Regions from separate parts of the Mus musculus genome. Here all the other regions are linked to region 1. Evidence: chromatin contacts called from public Hi-C, HiCAR-type and promoter capture Hi-C data. All regions are on one chromosome and are shown on one strand. Each heading gives the region's core, a stretch centred on a gene start, on an enhancer-like site or on the middle of the called end of the contact. The rest is flanking DNA. Distances are from core to core; before and after follow the strand shown.

Region 1 (3,697 bases), core at 765-3,264:
AAGAATACTAATTTTCTTTCTTTTGATTACTGTTCTCAAACGTTCATGACGAGTAGGCCAACAAATATTTGTGTCAACTTCTATTTTTTTGAGTGATGTTAAGCATTTTTTTTTCCTATTTTGTTTTACAACATGCTTGTCCCAGGCAGCTTTACTTGAATAGTAAAGATCTTGGTAGATGGGCAGATCAAAAGACCAGGTCATTGACTCTGTGTTGAGTAATGGCCAAGTCAAGGCAACCCCTGGACTGGTAGGACGGAAGCTGGGTAGTCTGGAGCTCTCCTCTGAGGACTCTGGGTGGCTGAACTTTTTGAGCCTTGGTTTTGTTTTTCATCATTTCCATACTTTGTAAACCACAAAGAGGGACAGAGAGCATAAGCATAACAAACTGAAAATGCCACACCAAGCCTGAGATGAGCCTCACTTGCTTTCCTGAGTTAGTGCTGTCTATCCTCAGCTAAGCTGCCAAAAGGGTAAAATTCGCACAGTTTCTTAAATGGAGACATGAAACCTCCTGAACCAAGGGCTGTAGATTATCTCGGTGGGTAGACAGTGTTTGCCCTGCATGAATGAAGTCCTGGGTTTGTTCTTTTGCACCATATAAACCCAGGTAGGAGACAGATGCCTGCAACCCTAGCAATTTTGAGGGGGAGTGGAGGCAGATTGCTCAGATTTTCAAAGTCACCCCAAGGACCAGGCAGAATCCATCTTGTGCAGGAAGACAGCCCTGCTGTCTACTCATTTTTAGATTGATTTTGTGTTTTCTAGCAGAATCTTGTAGGGAGCCCATCATAAATTAATTTTAATTTTAATGTTTTTAATTTTATCTCATTAGACAAGTGTTTAGGAATTACACATTACTGTTTAGATATTTTAAAAGACATTAAAACATTCTTTTATGGCTTTGGAGTAGAAGACAAAAAAGGTTCCCAACACAATAATTATTCTGTTCTATCTTTGAACGTTTACACGTTTACTTAAGAATATGGTATCTGCATGGTTAAGGATAGATTTTAAACTTTGAAACATAATGTTTTATCTTTAATGAAGAGCATTGTAGGAACTCATCTAAGGAGAATTTACAAGAAGTCAAATCATCTCATAAGAAGCCATTGTTTACTAACTCCTGGGTTTCTATTCAAGAATTATGTATATATAAAGATAAACATATCACTAAGCTTTAATTTAATTTACAACATCTGTAAGGAGAAACTGCTGCGTGTTCGTTTCACCACCAAAAAAATCTGCGTGAACAACGTTCTGATCTTCAGTGAGACTTTCTAGGCACTTACATAGAAATGGAGTAGGACATTAAGATTCTCTATCTTTTTTTTTTCCCTATTTAATGGAAGGAACACCAAAGGGCGATTTAAAGGAGGAGGGGGCTTTGCAAACGCCACGTAAATCTCCAAACGAAGTAGTAAGTTACTAAATAAAAGATGGCATCAACTACAAGAAGAAAAATAAATAAATAAATGAGGAGGGAAAAAAAAGTCGTGTCTCGGAAGCTTTCAAAACTTCAGAGCCAGGAAACCTCCTTCTCAGGGCGGGGAATGTCTTTGCTCTCCAGAGACCACTCCCTTGCTAAGTTCCTCTCAAGTTTTCCTTACCCCTCCTCCATTCCTCGCGTTAGCCCCGAAACCCAAGGAGCCGCTGGAGATTGCCAGCACAGGTACCAGAAATGTGCCAGAACCGGACACTGACTGCATGTTTCTAGTAAACGTCACAAATGGGCCATTTTTTTTGTAGACAACTCCAGGGGAATTCGAAGAACGTCTTGAAGCCCACAGTCCACAGAAAACACAGCGCGCAGCACGGTCCTTCACGCCGGAGGGTTCGCGAGTGGCACGGAGAGCCAGAGCCCTGGCGGGGACCAGGAGCCGGAGCCCGGAAAAGGCGTGCTGCCCCTTTAAAAGGCCGCGCATCTCCGGGCCGGCCTTCCTCCCGGGGGCTCCAGCTGTGATTGACGCTGGGCGGCGAGAGGAGGCGCCTGGCGCTAACAAAAGTCCGGCCCGCAGGCGAGCAGCGCCGGGCCACAAGTCTCTGCTCACTCGGGGCACCGCAACAAGTGGCCGCCGCGCCCTCCCCGGGGAAGCCGCGGACGCACGGGGGCGCAGGGCGGAGGCGGAGGCCGAGGAGCCGGACAGCCTGGGGCAGGCGCGGCTCGGCTCGCACGGCTGGGGACCGCGGAGGCGCATGGGGACCCCACGGCGGTGGAGCGGCGAGTCTAGGGGCGGCACCCGGGCGCGGGCTGTGCTTCGCGCTGCTCCCACTCGCCCGGAGCGCGGAATCTGAGAGCTCCGGTGGTTGCTCTGGAGCTGGCTCGCCACCCTCGGGGGTGCCAGGAGCGGACCTAGTCCCACCCCTCCGGTCGCAGAGCACTGCGGACCCCCAAGCCCAAATCGGCCCTTGGAAGGGGCATGTGCAGCTAAGGGTCCGGTCCTGCCCGCTTTCCTCTGCCCCGCCGCCTGGGAGGTGCGCCCCAGCTATGCAGTGTCCAGGGAGGAGGCGGGCATGACGGCGACAGGATGGGCGCGAACAATGGCAAACAGTACGGCAGTGAGGGTGAGTGGGCCGAACGTACCCCCTCCCCCGACTCCCGGATCGCGCCCCCTCCCTTTCCTCTCGCACACAGCTCAGGCGCACCCTACTTTGGTGACGTCGGGGTAGCCGGCTTCCCTTTGGGCTCTGCTTGATCCAGTCTCTGGTACCTGGACGTGCCTTTCCACCACTGGGGTCTCTTAAGCAATTTTCCAGGTTGTCTTTAGGACTGCTCAAGTTGCATTTCTGCTGTGTTTCTGAACACGTGTGCCCCAGCTTTTCCTTCTCTGCGCACCTTGGTCTAGGTGATGGTTTGGCAGAGAATTGAAGCAGTCAAAACTTTCCCAGGCCTTTTTGTGCTTTAGTCCTCTGGACTTCCTCCTATCAGGAAAAAAACTTCGGGAAGAAGTTAAGCTTCCATTCTTTGCTAACTGCCCTGGTCTGACAGGTCTGTGAAACTAACCACCTATGGGTCCCGCGAGGCATGGAGTGGCTGGGAGCTTTGTCTGGGCTCTCTCGAGGCTCAAGACAGGCAGAGCACCATCTGTTACTCGGGGCTGGAAATTGCACAGAAATATTGCCTGTCAAGTGAGTACTTGGAAGTTGGGGGAAACTTTAAACTCCGCCTACTCCTAAAGGGATGATGGATGTGTGGGTTGCCTCCTCAGTCCCGCCTTCCCCGCTTTGCATAATACCAGTAGTGTTTTAACCCCTGTGATTAACAGCATGTCCCTGATATGCACAAAGCAAAGACATTTTCTACAGTTCAAGAGTTAAGGTCTGTATCGAGTGAACCTGGTTGAAAGGAGTGAGGAGACTGGGTTGGCTTTCCTGCCTTTCCCCAGAGCACAGGCGGTTACAAAGGAGGGAAGAGCCCTTTCAGACTGGCAGGAATGCAGAATAGCTATTCAGCATCTGGTGTTAAGGAACCGCTTATCAGCCTGTCCAAAACTTGGAGCCATAGTTACAGAATGTAGGGGCGTCTCTCCCTGTTTGTATCTGTGTTTACTTCTGAGCTACTTTGTAAAACTTATACTAAAAGCAAACCCTAGAAAAATCCACTCAATTAAAAAAATCATTCATTTCCAGACTATCATGTTTTGAATTCCATCCATATATTTTTTGTACATATGCAGACATACACATGCATATATAA
Region 2 (3,697 bases), core at 315-2,814, 380 kb after region 1:
GCCAAACTCTACTCAAAGAGTCTATAAAGGATTAGCCAAAGCACTTGGAAAAAAAATCCCTGAAAACCCCTTTTATTGGGAGCTGTGTTCAAGACCAAGAAGTACACAGAACTTTTTAAACACCAATAACAAGCTGGACAATTGAAGCTTATGGAAAAATATTTTACTAGGAATAAAAAAAAACAAAAGAACAAGAAGTACCTGCAAATGCCATGCTCAGTTGTAATGTTCAAATTTCACACACATATACATATAGCATAAATTCTTAGCCACATGCTTTACATTTTGGCCTATCTGCTCTCCTGAGACACTTTCTTATCTCATATTTTAGGAACAGACCTGGCCCCGCATCCTCCTTCAGGGGCACCGCTGGATTCCTTTTGAAAAATGTCTGTATTTTTCTGCAGGACTCTGCAAGTCCCGATAAGAATCCCCATGACTATGTTGGACTGAGTTGGACTGTATTCAGCTGATGAAGCCGTGTGACCTTAGCAATGTCCTCCGCCTTAATTACTTCATTTTGAATATAAGAATGGCCGTACTTACCACCTGGGTTGTTGTAATAGTAACTCATTACTTGAAGGCAGGTAACACAGATGTCTCAAGAGTGCATACAGAAAGTGTGCTGTCTTCCAAGTCTCTGTGGCAAGGTCTGAGAGAGCACCCTGTACACGTGTTGATTTCCTTTCTGAATCTAAGCCACTAGTTTTCTTTTAAAGAACAGATGTTCTTGAATTTTAGCAGAGTCATTTGGAAGTCCTGTTAACATGCACACAAATGGGTCTGAGCCCAGATCTTTTTGGTCGTTGTTATTTGCTCAAATAATCCCCATCACCACTAATTTTTAAGGAATGCCGATATTGCTTGAGGACCACACACTGAGAATCGTGGTTACAGGATATTCACTTTACAACTATAGAAGGACTTTCTTTTGGTAAAGCAAACACTTTTTGTTGACAATGGGACAATGATCTTGTTGATTAAGCAAAAGAGATGTCTCTGTGGTATATTTCAAATAACTTATCAGAATTTACATAGCAATAATGTATGATGTAGCATATCATCTTCGGTGTAAGGAAACAAACAGAATTAAAATGGGGAACAATATGACACAGACCTGATTTTAATCTTTGAATTCAGGTAACACTCTTTTGTTCTTCAACATTGGGTATCAATTTTGGCTTGTTTTATAGTTATCACTTCTATTTACAAAGCCAAGTTGAAAAGCTGAGAGTGTCTTGGGAACTGTGAGGTTGTAGGAACACATGGATGGATCCAGAGTCTAGTGGACTTTTCTACACTTCTCTCAAAGTATATCATCTGCAAGGACTTCTGAGATCACAGAGAGAAAGAAAATCTTGTCCTCTTAATGGAAAATGAAAATCCTTGTAGCATTTATGAGACTTGGAAAGGAAGTGGCTGTTCACTTCATGATATGGAGAAGTACACGAGGCAGGCACCCAAAACTCAGAGCCTGCTTTCCATCACGTTACACACAGAGGAGGGACACAGACAGGCCAGATAGTCTGTATTGGATACAGATGTCCTAAAATGAGCATGCTTACTCTGTTTAACTGCCATGGTAACACCAGCTGCTTATGAAATCATGCGAGAGAGTGAGGGGGGCTACATGTTCAGACATATATTTACAGTGATTTTTACAAACCTCATTATTTCCAAAGAAGAGCAAGATGAAAGCAGCCTGCTTATAAAACCAGACTCTCCAATTAGGCCTACCATCCCCCACTCCCTCAAACACCATTTCTGTAATATTTGAACTCGCTGGAGAATTGAAGCAATTACCAGAGCGTCCAAGAAAAGCGTCCTTTGATTCAATCAAGAGTCTGTTTCAGTAGACAGACATAATTTACCCAAATGGAATTGAATCATCCCCTTATCACCAATGATGGGCTCAGACTTCTGGTTTTCAAATGACATCTGGCTAGCAGTTACAGAGACAACCTCTCTTAAAAGACCTGAGTTTTACCTCACTTCTGGTAAAATTCTGGCTAAATATTGATGAATTAACTAAGTGAGCAAATAATAAAGATGCACAATAGCGCTGAAAATCAGATTTATTTAGAATATTTTTGTAATTTGAAGGAAAATGAAATAATGCATAAAACTTATGAAAAGGGGTATAGTGTCTGCTTGAGTCAGAGAAAGGGAGAGGAAAGATAAATCAGAATATTGGCAAAGAGTTTCTCTTTTGCCTGGACATGCCAACTTGAGCCACTAAACATAATTTGGAGATTTGGTAGCATATGCACACTCAATTCACTGGATGCTGAAAATCTTCGTATTTTCAGTGTATTTTGCGTACAATGAGAGGGAGTATTGAAGAATGTAAGTACTGAAGAAAAGAAGAGATCAGTATAAACATAAAGTCAATGAACCCTGTTTTCACTAAGTGATGGTTAATTTTATGTTGCCTGGTCTGATTTATAAGATTTCAGATAGCTAGGAAGTCATTATTTCTGGGTGTGCCATATAAAGACTTTAGTATATGGTTGGAAGAGTAAGCAAAGGTAAGAGAACTTGGCATTGTGGGTGGGCATCATGTTCAGTAGGGACATCTCTGCCAATGGACAAAGAGTTGTTGTTTCTTGGGTGTTGAGGTTCCAGTATTGTTCATTTATTGTTCTCAGGCCCCTGACATTAGACTTGGATTTTTACCCTTAGTTTTCTTGGGTCTTGTGACTTCAAGTACAGACTAAATTCTATCACCTATCTTTCTAATTCTCCCACTTGTAGGAAGTATCTGCTGGATTTCAAGGCCTGTATATGATGGAAGCAAGTTTTATAATGAATACCTCTTCTACATTATGTATATTTTACTGTCCTGACTAGATTTTGGTCAGTTTGACACAAGCTAGAATTATTTTTCTAAAAATAATGATGACTACACCAAAACAAAGCAAAACAAAACAAGCAAACAAAAACCAAAAATACCTCTGAATTGAGAAAATGTTCCCACCAGATTGGCCAATGGGAAATCCTGTAGTAAATTTTCTCAATTGGTGATTGATATAGGAGGGTGGATCTTACCAGGGATGGTGACACCCTGGAAAGGTAGTCCTATGGTATATAGAAAATCAGGACATAAAAAGCCATTCAGGCCGGGCGGTGGTGGCACATGCCTTTAATCCCAGAACTTGGGAGGCAGAGGCAGGTGGATTTCTGAGTTCGAGGCCAGCCTGGTCTACCGAGTCAGTTCCAGGACAACCAGGGCTATACAGAGAAACCCTGTCTCGAAGAAACAATAACAACAACAACAACAACAACGACGACGACGACGACGACAACAACAAAACAAAACAAAACAAAAACCAAAAACAACAAAAAAAGCCATTCAGTAAGCATCACTCCCCTGTGGCCTCTGTATCAACTCCTGCCTCCAAGTTCCTACCCTTTTTGAATTCTTGTCCTCACCACCCTCAGTGATGAGCTGTGATCAGGGTATGTAAGATTAAATAAACCCTTTTCTACTCAAGGTACTTTTGGTCATGACATTTTATCACAGCAATCGAAACCTTAACTAGGGTACCTGGTGATTCTGTCTCTCTGGAAAACACTGGCCGATCCACACAAAACGTTGTGTTGTGGAGAAGTTCCTTCTAGCTACATAAGTGATCTCACTCACCTGAGCTCCCAGCCTGGAACTCTGTTCATCCAGGTCAGAGAAAAGGTCAACACT
Region 3 (3,697 bases), core at 487-2,986, 340 kb after region 1:
CTGGCCTGGGACCCGCGCCTCTGGAGGACTATCCGTCTCACTGGAGAGACCATCAATGTGGACCGTGCCCTGAAAGTACTGACCCGCAGGCTTTGCCAGGACACCCCCAATGTGTGTCTCATGCTGGAGACTGTCATTGTCAGTGGCTGCCGGCGGCTCACAGACCGGGGGCTTTATACCATTGCACAGTGCTGTCCAGAACTGAGGCGCCTGGAAGTCTCAGGATGTTACAATATCTCGAACGAGGCTGTCTTTGATGTGGTGTCACTCTGTCCCAACCTGGAGCATCTGGATGTGTCAGGTAAATGGAAACTGACCTCAAAATCTGGATATTCCTAACGTACCACTTCAGAGTAGTATGGATATTACTACTCCATACAGGGTCCCCTTCTTTTATTAGTATTTTATTTATGTTTTATTTAATTATGTGTATATGTTTATCTGTGTGTGGGTATGTGCATGTGAGTGCCGATGCTCACGAAGTCCACAAGAGGGCATTGTGTACCCTGAAGCTGGAGTTAAGGCAACTGGGGGCTGCCCATCATGGATGCTGAGATCTAACCTCAAGTCCTCTGGAAGAGCAGGGTGCACTCTTAACCACAGAACCATGTCTCCAGCCCCCAGGGTCTCCTTACCAGGGATATACAGTGAATGGTCGATAGGCTAACCGGTCAGAAAATATCTCACTATGGAGCCATATCCCTGAAAACCAGAAGTAGCCCTTGCATTTTAATATCTGCTTCCTGAAGGAACTGGGGGCACCTTGGTCCTGATAGTTTTCATCAGTACACCTTAATTGTATCCTTATACTCCAGAACAACTATGCATAATGGAAAAAAATCTAATTAAGCTAAAGAGCTCATTTAAACAGGTAGTTCAGTACCTCACCTTTGTATTTATTAAGTCAGTAGAGCCTGTGAGAGCCATAGTAAAAGCCACAGTGATGCCCCTGAATGCAAATCCTGAACTGAATGGTCAGCCACAGAGAGTAAAACCCAGGCCTGGGAGCTGTGCTCACAATAGCTTGCTTTTCCCTAACCACTGGGGAAGCCTGTCATGGTCAGATGACGCCCCCTTTTGTCTTTCCTTTGGGTTATTTTTACAGCTCTTTTAAAGCATGTTCTCAGTTACACATTACAAGGGCAGGGTCCATTGAATCTGACTTTTCATTCTTTGGAAAATGGAAGGAAATCCCAGTATAATTGCTTCACTTAAAAGTCTCTCTTAGGCAGGAAGAATTAAAGCCCAGAGTCAAACTTTGGTGCCAGACGGGACCCATCCCGAATAGCAGTATAGCACACACACACCCTATTATTTTTATCTCGTCTGCCATACAGTCAAAAGATGAACATTCAAGAGGTTGGAATATGTCAGATTTGTCAGAGAGGTTTAAAAAAATCAGAAGCATGAGCTGTGTCCTCAGGAATGGTCAGGCAAGGGTCAAGAAGTAAAAACCCACTGTGTTAGGCAAGTAAAGAGAATTTGGGATTTACAAGAATCTGGGGTAAATGATGCCCTTCAAAAAAAAAAATTGGAGGTAGAACAGCCTTCAGCTTGTTCTGTCTTTCAGAAGCCGACATCTGAAAATATTTCAGCTGACAGCCCATTATTTTTGCAGATTCTTTCTCTGGCTGGAAAGCTGCTTACTGCTCTTCTACTAGAACTGGCTTCAGGACAAAGCCATCATTACTGAGTGTTCGATTAGTCATGAGCAGCCATTGGCAGACAGAAGTGGGGAACAAGGAGGCTTTCTTAAATTCTCCATCCAAGGAACTCTGGAGAGCATGGAGCATGTGATGTGGTGGAGGATGACTCGTTTCTAAACCAAGATGGGGGACAGTTCGCTCAGCTCTGAGAGCTATAACCTGATGTGTTTTCTCTTTAGCTAAGAAGCAAAATTGACAAACTCTTCATCATTCTTGTCATGGGAACACTCGGTTGTGTTTTTCTCAGAATAGAACATGACTTGTTGGGAATCCCCAGATTTATCACAGCAGGCTCCAGGGTACCCTTCACAGAGAATGCAAGTAACTGTGGTCTCTTTTTGAGGTCCTTTTGAATTTTTTTTTACTTTTTCCAATTTTTGATTAGGTATTTTCTTCATTTACATTTCCAATGCTATCCTGAAAGTCCCCTATACCCTCCCCCCTCCCTGTTCCCCTACCCACCCACTCCCACTTTTTCACCCTGGTGTTACCCTGTACTGGGGCATATAAAGTTTGCAAGACCAAGGGGCCTCTCTTCCCAATGATGGCTGACTAGGCCATCTTCTGCTACATATGCAGCTAAAGACACGAGCTCTTGGGGTTACTGGTTAGTTCATATTGTTGTTCCTCCTATAGGGTTGCAGACCCCTTAGGCTCCTTGGGTACTTTCTCTAGCTCCTCCATTGGGGGACCTGTGATCCATCCAATAGCTGACTGTGAGCATCCACTTTTGTGTTTGCCAGGCACTGGCATATCCTCACAAGAGACAGCTATATCAGGGTCCTTTCAGCAAAATCTTGTTGGCGTATGCAATAGTGTCTGCATTTGGTGGCTGATTATGGGATGGACTTTTGAAATTCTTAAATGGCTGAAACAGCCACTTTGGCTATTTAGGAATAACATTTTTGAGATTTCTGGCCTGAGTGGGCTTGCTGCATGACCTGACTATCAGCGTTACTAAGTCTTGCTAGTTGTCCTCTACCTCGATGTCATTTTCTAGCTTATACATGTTTGTATAGCTACCTGACAGGTTGCCTATAACACCACAGATCTATACATCTATGCAGAAGAACAAAAGGGGGCCAGTAAAAGGCACAACTCCAAAGTTGTACTATTTCTAGGAAGAAATCTTACCCAGATTTGATTTTTCCTAACATATCTTGAAGAGGTAGTTGATTGCACTGCATTTTATGGCTTATGATGGAGTTTCACATATGGCTGAGTGGAGATGGACTTGAAAAGTTTAGCAAGTTGGATTTAAGGATGGGTTTTTCCTCAATACTTGCTGAAAGTTTCTCCCAATATGGCAGTGTGATTGCGCCAAAATAGACACAGGCATCAGAAGGTTGCCAAAGCTGTCCTTACCTGACACCACACCTTGGTTTTAAGCTGGCTTCAGATAGTGGCTCTTAGATAACAGTAAACTTGAGTTTGAAAGTCTCACTTTCTCTTGTGAGACTATGCCGGGGCCTAGCAAACACAGAAGTGGATGCTCACAGTCAGCTAATGGATGGATCATAGGGCTCCCAATGGAGGAGCTCGAGAAAGTAGCCAAGGAGCTAAAGGGATCTGCAACCCTATAGGTGGAACAACATTATGAACTAACCAGTGCCCCGGAGCTCTTGACTCTAGCTGCATATATATCAAAAGATGGCCTAGTCGGCCATCACTGGAAAGAGAGGCCCATTGGACTTGCAAACTTTATATGCCCCAGTACAGGGGAACACCAGGGCCAAAAAGGGGGAGTGGGTGGGCAGGGGAGTGGGGGTGGGTGGATATGGGGGACTTTTGGTATAGCATTGGAAATGTAAATGAGCTAAATACCTAATAAAAATGGAAAAAAAAAGTCTCACTTTCTTTTCTAGATTTCAAATCCTCTAGATGACATGAAGTTACCTGGCCCAAATTTAGCCAGGCAGAAAAGGCTCGTGTTTATTATTACTATATTTTCAAATCACTGATAATTACTATAGCTGGGTATGGTATCCTGT
Region 4 (3,697 bases), core at 452-2,951, 340 kb before region 1:
TTCTGTCTGTCTAGCAATAAGGTCGCTGTTCTCCTGTGGCTGTCATGCATTAGTGCAACAACTTCCCCTGACATTTATGTCTGCTTTCTATAGGCCATTAAATTGATTATTTATCAAATTGAAAGTATCCTCTATTATTTCATTATGGTCTAAATTGTAAACACATGGTAATGAGAAATCTTCCTTTTTAAAATGCATCTACAGAGTTACAGATTTGTGGGCATTTCTGTTACGCTTTGATTAACTCTCAAAAAATCAAGGAAAATATTCGTTGTTTATAATAATCGAATATGTAATATTGGGCATTCACAATCTAAAAGTAAAGTGTATGATTCCAGGGTGTCTGTGACAAAGCAAACCAGAGGCATTTCAGTCCAGAGCCCACTAGAGATAGTGAGTTCCAGGGGAATCTAATAGAAATAAGACTCCGTGACTCTGTAGCTATCTTTGGATAAACTTCAAAGTGAGGCTATAGATCATCATAAATGTCTGAGTGTTCAGTGCTGGTGAAGCCAACTCAGTTCTCAATAAGCAGTTAGCAGGCAGTAAAGGGGCTGTCCCCCGAGTGTGGTCTCTAGTCCATCAATCTGCCTGTAGCCTTGCATCTGGTGTGGGCTGCCAGCCCTTTCCAGGTCTGCATTGCAAGCTTGGTGTTGGGAGAAGCATGGTTTGGGCTATCTTCCCTGGAGCACTTCCTGGTAATTCTTTCCCAAACGATCAGATACTTGGGTAAGTATATTTGAAGGATTATCTTTTTAGAATAGTATGACCTTTGCATTATCCAAGGCTCGGTGAATTACCTTCCACTTGGTGCAACCACAGATTGAATTAACTTCATTTATCAGGTGACCCACGAGGATAGCTTCTCACTGTGCAAAAATGCAGCGGTGTGCACGGGAAACCCTGTGCTTGGTCTGTTACCTATAAGCTCAACTGGTCACGATAGCGGTAGAGGTTAGCTTGTGTCCTGTCCCTTCAAAATCATAAATTGCTGTTTTGTTTCTGGTTTCTTAACAATCCAGGGCATAATTATAGACTGTGGATGGTTGGTGTGGACCTTGTTGCTTTGCTTATAAACATCAAAGTCTGTATTTTAGGACTTCAAAACAACGATACACTAGTGTTTCCAAGACCTGATTATTAAGATTTACATTGATTACAGATTGCATATTTCCTCCATTTTGGAACCTATCATATCACCAAGGAAAATAATGACAAGAATTAAAGTTTTTTTTTGTTTAAAATGACAGATTCATTAAGTCATTTCCGTTAAAAATTATAATCAGGGAAGAACTGAAGCTAGTTAGAAATAAGTTAAGAAAGTTTAACTCCTGTCAATTGCAGGATGCTATTAATGCTCCTGACATTGCTTTGCTTGGTTGTTAGAAAACTGTGAAATCAAGTGGACAGGACATCCCATGTTGCCTTTCAAGTGGTTTCAGTGTAGCAATAGCTGCTGCTTACTTTGCATTCAGAAGGAGGTAATTTTTTTTTTAAAGACAATAGGTTAAGAGGACATAGTGTTTTTAACACCGGAGAGAATGAAATAAGGATAGTGTAAATACAGTTGCTTTCGTTTCAGTGGGAACTTCATGCTAAACCTGTGGGCTGAGGTGAGTTCTGTATCGGAAACCAGAGAGATTGCAAACTGCCTGTAACTCTGCTTCACTGTGTGAGTCATGGGTCCCCAGGGCTGGCTGTCGCTTCCCCTTCTTAACACGTTTACTGTTCTGTGCTAGTGCATGCTGGGACTTCATGCACCATCTTATGTTTCCTTCTTTCAGTCTTGATGTCTTAGAGGCAAATTGTTGGCACATTTCCAGTAAGAACAAGCATCACAGAGTGAAACTGTTTGGGTGGTTTTGGGTGACTTGTGTCTGTATATATATTTTGCCTGACTCATGGCTCTGAGGATGCAAGAGCGAACGTAACTGATGCCGCGGCACATGATTTGTATCACAGAGGCCATGCTGGGTTTTAAAAGGTGTTTTTGGATGGTCAGAATTTAGTCAGAAGTAGGTGTATGAGCAGAAAAAAAAGGGGGGAGGAGATGGTGTATGGGAAGTTTTGATTGCCAGATATCACCATGGACACAGCTGATGGGGTACCTGGGCTGGAGCACAGAGAATGAAGAAAAAACCATAGAGAATTATTTGGGGGCTCATGTTAAGATGGTCAGGTAAGCTGTGCTGAGGCTCTGATCCTCTGTCTGTAAGCATCTGTCATCTGAGAAGAGTGTGACTCAGACTCGCTTGATTAGCTAGCAGTTGTGGGACACTCACGGTGTTGTACACTGTGTGCTACGTGCTTATGCGTTAGCCATTTCCTTTCCCAGCCCGTGGAATAAATAAGATCGACGGTCTCTTTTAGGTAGGTACATGGGGGATCTGAGCAATTTACTGAAGTCCTCTCATAGGGACAATTGGAAGCATGACAGAGCCCAAGCTTACACTCAGGAGACTAGGCTGCCAAAGGCAGGCTCAAACCCAGCACACTAGCCAGGGCCAATACTGGAGCAGATCGCTCCCAAGGGAGAAGACTGGCACTCTCTGAGTACACAAGTGGCAGGAAGGACTCAAGATAGTCAGGGAAGTACAAGGGACAGATGCAGAAGATGACCTGTGGTGGCACAGCACTCAGGCTTGTTAGAGAAGCAGGAGTTGGCCATTCACCTGTCACTTTTTCAGGCCCTCTCCACTCTGCCCCCATGCCCTTCCTACTTCTCTATGTGGTGAACTGCTCTCTTAGTCATGTAGGTGAGGCCCTACCTAGGTAGAGTCGAGGGAGGATGAAATTTTTTTCCCACTTCAAACACACAGAATTTGGGATGCTGCTATGTTTTCAGCAAGCTATATTACTCTACACAATCTATTTCTTGTGATAACTGTTTTTATAATTGTTCTTTCCTGCACTTGCCTTGCTTTTTATCCGAAGGAGACACTTCATATTTACTCTAGAGTTTTAATGCTTTTAGAAAAGCCCTGAAAGCCGGAAAGAAAATGAAAATGTTGTTTCTTCAGTTTGGGAAGTTGATAGTCTCTGCTTAGGACCATGGGTTTGTGATTTGTGGCTCATTCATCACCCGAGACCACACAACTCCCTTCTTTGCCAAGTTTTGATCTCATGTACAGTCATAAGAAAAGCGTCTCTCAAGATAAATGTTTACAACAGGAGGTCTTGCTCAGAACACTGAATTATGAATGACAGGAGTTCTTACTCAGAACACTAAATTATGATGTTCATTTGCATCTCAGTTTATTGAGTCAACCTAACTTAGAGAATCGATATCATCATAATAATATCGATGATGACATGTCATGGGTCTATAGAGGACCTTCTGCCTTCTTTTTTTGTTTATTTGTTTGAGATTATCATTTAATTGCAGTGTTTTCCCCTTCCATTTCCTCCCTCAAAATCCTTCTCTATATTACACCTCCCTCTCCTTCAGATTCATGGCTTCTTGTTTTCATTAATTGTTACGACATACATATATGTATTTGCATATACATAGGTAGCACTATATATGACCTGCTGAGCCATATATATTAGTTATATCTATGTTTTCAAGGCTGATTGTTGGGCAAGGGGCAACCGATTAGTGTGCTCTGCATGGGGAGGATTACCTCATGCAGAGGGCCATGAAGAAGGAGTGACAAATGGCTTTAGAACTCATGGCACATGGCCTGCTGGTTAGCAC

Evidence for each region. Promoter capture Hi-C pulls out the DNA fragments that hold promoters and counts their contacts. A called contact is a pair of places that touch in the nucleus more often than the background predicts. HiCAR-type assays count read pairs that join an accessible place to other places.
Region 2: a contact with region 1 is called in a Hi-C map of the N1E-115 cell line, with 5 times the contacts expected there. The contact joins the enhancer-like site here to the promoter of Fbxl7 in region 1. A contact is called at or near these places in 5 of 39 promoter capture datasets (cranial neural crest, embryonic stem cells, frontonasal cranial neural crest and 2 more) and 2 of 484 Hi-C or Micro-C datasets (the CH12 cell line and the N1E-115 cell line).
Region 3: a HiCAR-type map of fibro-adipogenic progenitors shows a contact between it and region 1, with 4 times the contacts expected there. The contact joins the enhancer-like site here to the promoter of Fbxl7 in region 1. A contact is called at or near these places in 5 of 39 promoter capture datasets (cranial neural crest, embryonic stem cells, liver and 2 more), 1 of 484 Hi-C or Micro-C datasets (adipose-derived mesenchymal stem cells), 1 of 115 datasets of contacts at active chromatin or transcription factors (fibro-adipogenic progenitors) and 1 of 9 other capture datasets (embryonic stem cells).
Region 4: a contact with region 1 is called in a promoter capture Hi-C map of trophoblast stem cells, with 4 times the contacts expected there. The contact joins the enhancer-like site here to the promoter of Fbxl7 in region 1. A contact is called at or near these places in 13 of 39 promoter capture datasets (cranial neural crest, embryonic stem cells, epiblast stem cells and 7 more), 4 of 484 Hi-C or Micro-C datasets (the N1E-115 cell line, embryonic fibroblasts, neural progenitor cells and 1 more), 5 of 115 datasets of contacts at active chromatin or transcription factors (astrocytes, cardiomyocytes, embryonic stem cells and 2 more) and 1 of 9 other capture datasets (embryonic stem cells).

Annotation. Positions count from the first base shown.
Region 1 is chr15:26,893,881-26,897,577 of GRCm38.p6, reverse strand. It overlaps Fbxl7 (F-box and leucine-rich repeat protein 7), which reads left to right and starts at 2,014. Exons shown (of 4, transcript NM_176959.3): 1 at 2,014-2,565. The coding sequence starts at 2,529.
Region 2 is chr15:26,517,363-26,521,059 of GRCm38.p6, reverse strand. No RefSeq gene overlaps it. Among named protein-coding and RNA genes, the nearest start is that of Gm52206, 28 kb to the left of the region's middle. Within about 2 kb of position 1,564, at least 15 of the 459 cell types and tissues checked have an H3K27ac peak or open chromatin away from gene starts, as enhancers often do. A contact at or near this core is called in the N1E-115 cell line, where this site is marked.
Region 3 is chr15:26,549,045-26,552,741 of GRCm38.p6, reverse strand. It overlaps Fbxl7 (F-box and leucine-rich repeat protein 7), which reads left to right. Exons shown (of 4, transcript NM_176959.3): 3 at 1-301. The region is part of intron 1 of Gm52206 (a long non-coding RNA gene); the gene reads right to left. Among named protein-coding and RNA genes, the nearest start is that of Gm52206, 3.8 kb to the right of the region's middle. Within about 2 kb of position 1,736, at least 8 of the 459 cell types and tissues checked have an H3K27ac peak or open chromatin away from gene starts, as enhancers often do. A contact at or near this core is called in fibro-adipogenic progenitors, where this site is marked.
Region 4 is chr15:27,231,020-27,234,716 of GRCm38.p6, reverse strand. No RefSeq gene overlaps it. Among named protein-coding and RNA genes, the nearest start is that of Gm23903, 170 kb to the right of the region's middle. Within about 2 kb of position 1,701, at least 9 of the 459 cell types and tissues checked have an H3K27ac peak or open chromatin away from gene starts, as enhancers often do. A contact at or near this core is called in the N1E-115 cell line and trophoblast stem cells, where this site is marked.